Regions from separate parts of the Mus musculus genome. Here region 2 is linked to region 1. Evidence: chromatin contacts called from public HiChIP or PLAC-seq data. All regions are on one chromosome and are shown on one strand. Each heading gives the region's core, a stretch centred on a gene start, on an enhancer-like site or on the middle of the called end of the contact. The rest is flanking DNA. Distances are from core to core; before and after follow the strand shown.

Region 1 (2,700 bases), core at 143-2,642:
TGCTGCCTCTACTCCCTGAGAAAACACTTCCGCATTCCTTATCTGGCCTCTGCAGAGTGGGCTTTCTTTCACATAGATGCAGAAACTGAAGCTGTGTAGAAGAGAGACTCAGACACATCTCCACTGAGTCTGTCCATGGACTCCTCCTCTGACAACCACAGGACGAGTGTCTCAGGTCGCCCAGCAGATCCCTGTAGGTTGGGGGGTTTCCTCTGTGACATCCCACCACATCTCAAGAAGTGTCCCTTTCAAAAGCATGAGGCTTGGGGAGCCAGTGTGGCAGAAGGCATTGCTCCCAGCACTTCCGGACTCCCTAGGATCCAGCCAACGTTCCCAGGTAGGAGCTTTGCAGAAATAGTAACTCCACAGTGGCTCTGGGCACAGAGCTTAGCTGCAGAGCCATGAGACACGTGGGTGAGATTATTCTGAGAGCGCAGACCTGGAGCACCGAGCCAGGGGCAGCAGGCAGCAGGCAGCAGGACCAGGGCTGCTGTTTTTAATAGAGCCCTTCCACAGCAGTCTAGATAGCAGCCCTGGAGAATGCAGCAGGACTGTTAGCCTGTTTCCAACCCACTGCACTCATTATGACTTTAAGAATAGAATATGTCCTTTCCATAGTGCCTTCCTTTAATATCTGTCTCCCCGAGACACTGGAGTTATTTTTATCTATTGCATGTTGCCCTGGGTGGAATTAGCCTTCCCCAGCCCTACACAAGGAGAAAGAGTTGTTGGATAATTTGCACCTTGCATGAAGCTTTAGTGGCTGTGCAACCCCTCCCCCAACACGCAGCCAAATCCCCCTCTGAAGCCCATGCTCAACGCATTCAGACCTGTATGGCGTGCTGCGGGTTGTCTGTCCTAGCGCCAGCCTAGAAATGGACCAGTCACAATCCTGCACACAGAGCAGGAAACCAGCTGGTTCTGTCTGCGAGGTGTTTTTCTTGAGCCTGAGTTTGATCCCCAGCACCCACAGGAAAGCCTGGTGTGGTGACTCCTGTTTACACGCTCAGTGCTAGGATATGGTGTTTGGCCACTGGCTTCTTTCCCTTCACCTTACCACGCCATGCCAAGCGCCAGCGCTTCCCATGGATGGAGCGCTATCTCTTTGTGCAGATGTTGCCTGAGATGTTTATCCATTTGTTCGTCAAAGGGTATCTGGGCCATTCCCACCTGTCCTGTGAGTGCCACTCTAAACATGACATGCATGTTTCCAATTCAATTCCACTGTTTCCTGATAAGTGCGTTTCCATGGAAACAACTAAGTATCGACAACAATAGCCAGAGTTGGAGGACAACGTGGTTTCTAAAAAAGGATGGGTATGTGGAGAAAGATCGGGAGATGTTAACCATTCGTTGCTCTCCTCTCTCCTGCCACAAAATGTCTTACTGCAGAGGGGCCTGTGAGATGACTCAGTGAATATAGGTACGGACTGGGAAGTTATCCTCTGAGCTCCCCACATGCACTATGCCATGAATACACACTCTCTTACGTGCATGTACACAGACCCTGTTAAGTCTTATAAATACTTTAAAGCATCTAAAAGAGCATGGGACTTACTTGAGCCTATGACTGGGTTATATACTCCATCGTGGCTGGGAAGATGTGGGACAGGAAGGTGAGGAAGCTGTTCGCAGCCACAGTCAGGAAGCAGAGAGAAAGAGGGCTGTTGGTGGCTCTGCTAACATTCCTGTTTCTATGCACTGTAGGAGCCCAGCCGTGGGATGGTACTGACAACGCTGAAGATGGGTCTTCCCCTATGGGTTGACCTATGGGTTCTGCGCCATTGAAATGATCCAATTTAAGCCAGATTAGAATATATTAAAGGCAGGTTTATTGGTTTGCTACTCTCAGGGTGAGTTTACCGGGCCCAAGGACAGAGGCCAGGGAAGTCACCATGGGGAGAGTGGGAAGGCAGAAGAGAAAGAGAAAAAGAGTGCAGGCACAGAGAGAGAAGAGGAGAAGAAGGAAGAGAGGGAGAGCCCAAAATGTCTGTATTATGTAGGGCAGAACCTCTGCAGGAAGGACAGCCCAGCCCTTGGGCTGGAAAGTTCAGGGTTGGGGGCAGGCTATGCCAGATAGGAACTGAGAGATGCTGGGTGAACCTGGAGGCCAGGCTTGTTTTGTTATGTAAAATGCGCACCTCAGTCCCTTGTCCAGATAATCTTTAAAAGATGCTGAGATTGGTTCCCAAGATGATTCCAGACCCTGTGGTACTGACCATCAGTATTGACCATCACAAGACCCAAGTTCCTATTCTCATTCTGCCCCTGGGACTCACTGTGGAAAGCAGGGCCAAGAGGCATGCATGCCCCTGTGTCATGGTGGCTTAGAGGGAGAGCGAGGGTGGGATGCAGTCTCTGTGAACAGCACTTCAGGAACGATTTGTTTGGGCTCACAGTTTGGGACAGGGATGGCACAGTGGCTGAGCGCTGAGAGGCAGCCAATCACACTGCAGCTGCAGTTGGGAACAGAAAAGAGATGAACCCCGTACTCTTTCAGTCTCCTTTCTGTGCAGTCAAGACCCCAGGGTCCTGGGATGGAGATGAAGGCTACCACTGGAGAGACACCTCAGCCAGTGCTTGTCGTGTCAGCATGAGGACCTAAGCTTGGATCCCAGCACCCACATACAGTTCCAGGTCTTCAGGAATAGTGGAGGGGCACACGAGGGCCTGCCTCTACCTAAGTAGCTATTGGTAGTT
Region 2 (2,700 bases), core at 64-2,563, 720 kb before region 1:
TGTAGACTGGGGTGTGTGTGTGTGTGAGGGGCTGAGCAGAGGGACCCACAGGTAGGAGGATCTTGAAGAAGAGATAGTGGTTCTGGCCTCAGGAAGTCACAAAGTCACCCCTGGACAGTGTGGGACATGAACCCTCTTCTGGGGCTGACTGAAGCTAGACAGAAGGGAAGTATGAATCTCCGTGCTCCCAACATGTTTGGTGCTCATCAGCTGGAGGTGGGTGGTTTTCACTATGATGGTCAGCTTAATGGTTGCTGCTTCAGAAGGACTGGCATGCTGAGCCTCCTTCAGGGGTATCGGTGGGGCCCTCACTATCTTGCACCATGAAGATGCAACTGTGCATTGCTCTGGCCATGCTCCCTGAAGGCATCTTCCTCCCGGCACCATGATCTGCATAATTCTGGTGCTCAGTGGCATAGTGGAGGACTAGCAATGTGGGACGCACCCCGTGTAACCTCTAGAACAGGAGCTAGGCCTTTGTCACCCCACCCGCAGGCCAAGCACAGCACCACATTGTCTGGAGCTCTAGGACTGGAATTACATGCTTTTCCATGTGTCTTTTAAATTAGCTGTGTCCACTCTGCATTGTCTGGGGTCTTAGGAACTGCACAGTACTCTTCATTCCTGAGCTTTTCCAACCTCACTCTGTCTTTCCTGATTAACGTGGTTATTGAGCTTGGAGTCCAGGAGGGGGCGGTAGAGGACAGTAGAAAGAACGCCCCGAGTTAGCTGAGCAGCCACATCTGTGCTGCCCTTGCTGCTATCAATGGGGTCCTTTGGTGCAGCTGTGCTTAACCCTCTGAGGCAGTGCCAGCTTTCCCTGTACCCCACTTCTCTTCCCTCCCTTTCCACTCTGGTCTGGCCCCTTTCCTCTCTGGTTCCTCTCTTCCTTCACTCCTGTCTCTCGCCTTTTTCTGCCTCAGGGACCCCCGTCTCTCTCCTTGCTCCCTTTCTCTAATGGTACCTGAGTTGCTCTTGAAGGATGCCTGGGGACCAGGAAGGAAAGGTGACAGGAGTGAAAAACAGGAGACAGGAATGTGAGGGACCGGGGCGGATCTCACAGCTCCTTCTCTGGGCTTCCCCTGACCTGATTCTATCTGCCTTCCATGCTCTCAGCAACAACAGTGGCTTTCCATACCTGCTCTGCAGGAGGAGTACTGCAGGACTGACCGTGTGGGAAGCCAAGTTCACTGACCTGGCCTAAGAGTATGGACCACTGAGGTGGAAACTGGTGGTATACAAGCTGGTGTGGCCTCGCCATGGCAACACAGGCCAGCAATGAAACCAGAATCTGTAGCCAGGATGGGCCACTGCCAACCTCAGATGTTCCCCACAGCAGCCTGTCTCCACATGCGGGCCATCTGACACTTAGCACGTGGCTCATCTGATGTGCTTGCTGTGGGTGTTAGAGCCACATACTGGGTTTTTAAGGAATTGGAATGAAAAAGTAAATATAAAAGTATGACACTAATGTTGTTTTATATTAGTAATGTGCTAACATGATTAGTTTCAGTTATATGGCATCAATAATGGCTATTAAAGTTAATTGCACCTTTCCGTGTTTTAAGAAATACAAGAAAATATAAAGTCCCAGATGTAGCTTACATTGTAGTTTTAACGGTCAGTGCTGGTCTGGAATTTATGGCCCACCACCTTATTCTTTATCGTCTTCCCTTTCAATTGCAAAGAGACAGGTTCTCCATATGTTATCCAGTCTGGTGTCACACTCCTGGGCTCAAGAGAGATCTTCATGCCTAAGTCTCCTGAGAAGTTGAGACGACTGACATATACCATGATGCTTTGCTTTCAAAATTTATTTTAAACCACCCTGATCTATACTGTGTGTATTTAGATGTCTTGCTGTGGCCACATGACCAGGTGCCCATTCTTGCCACCCTGCAGGGAAGGAAGAGTCTCTTTTAGAATTTTCTCCTGGGGAGTTGTAAGCAATGCCTACCCCGTCTCATAAGATCCCAAGAACGAACCAAACTGTTGCTTTGCCAAAATGCATCCTGGGAGTCAATGAATTTATTAGGGTCATTGGTAAAGCATTGGTTACAGGCAGGAGGGTCAATGACCATAAAGTAGCCTCAGAGGAAGGCTTGTGGCTAGTGTGGATGGGAGCTCCCTTGTCAAGACTGCAAGATGGAGCACCCTCCTGTTAGCTTTTCCTAGTCTCTGTGCCTAGCCCTTCCAGCAGGACCCCTCTCCACTTCCAATGACTCTCCCCACCCACTCCTTTTGTGAGGGACTGCCATTCACCAACAAGCCTAATGGTGATAGACTCTTGAACGTGGGCACAGTTGATCTGGTAAAGATGGCACCTGCCGTGCTCCAGGACCAGGTCCTTCAGAATTGGAAAGACTATGCTGAGGAACTTCCAGGCTTCAGAAGATCCTCCTCCAACCCAGAGGGGTCTTGGGACAATAAAGGGAACCACCCTTGGGAACCACAAGCATTAAGCAATGTAGCCATGGAGACTGTGTGGCCTGAAGGCAAATGAAGGGGCCTTGGAACATCACAGTGTCACAGTCAATTCACTTCTGAGCCTCCCTCTCCCCACCTGGAAAACTGAAGCAGGATTGTGACCTACTTGCTCCCTGGTTATCCTGTAGAGCCCAGAGTTGTTAAATCCATCCTGAGTATAGGAATGGCGTCTGTGAAGGTCTGCTTTCGAAACCAGCCAGGGACTGGGGTGTG

The links. HiChIP or PLAC-seq counts read pairs in DNA pulled down with a chosen protein or histone mark.
Region 2: a contact with region 1 is called in an H3K27ac HiChIP or PLAC-seq map of VIP interneurons, with 7 times the contacts expected there. The contact joins two enhancer-like sites. A contact is called at or near these places in 2 of 115 datasets of contacts at active chromatin or transcription factors (VIP interneurons and embryonic basal ganglia) and 1 of 9 other capture datasets (embryonic tail).

Annotation. Positions count from the first base shown.
Region 1 is chr4:142,299,888-142,302,587 of GRCm38.p6, reverse strand. No RefSeq gene overlaps it. Among named protein-coding and RNA genes, the nearest start is that of Gm46875, 3.4 kb to the left of the region's middle. Within about 2 kb of position 1,392, at least 10 of the 459 cell types and tissues checked have an H3K27ac peak or open chromatin away from gene starts, as enhancers often do. A contact at or near this core is called in VIP interneurons, where this site is marked.
Region 2 is chr4:143,019,459-143,022,158 of GRCm38.p6, reverse strand. No RefSeq gene overlaps it. Among named protein-coding and RNA genes, the nearest start is that of Mir7021, 120 kb to the left of the region's middle. Within about 2 kb of position 1,313, at least 12 of the 459 cell types and tissues checked have an H3K27ac peak or open chromatin away from gene starts, as enhancers often do. A contact at or near this core is called in VIP interneurons, where this site is marked.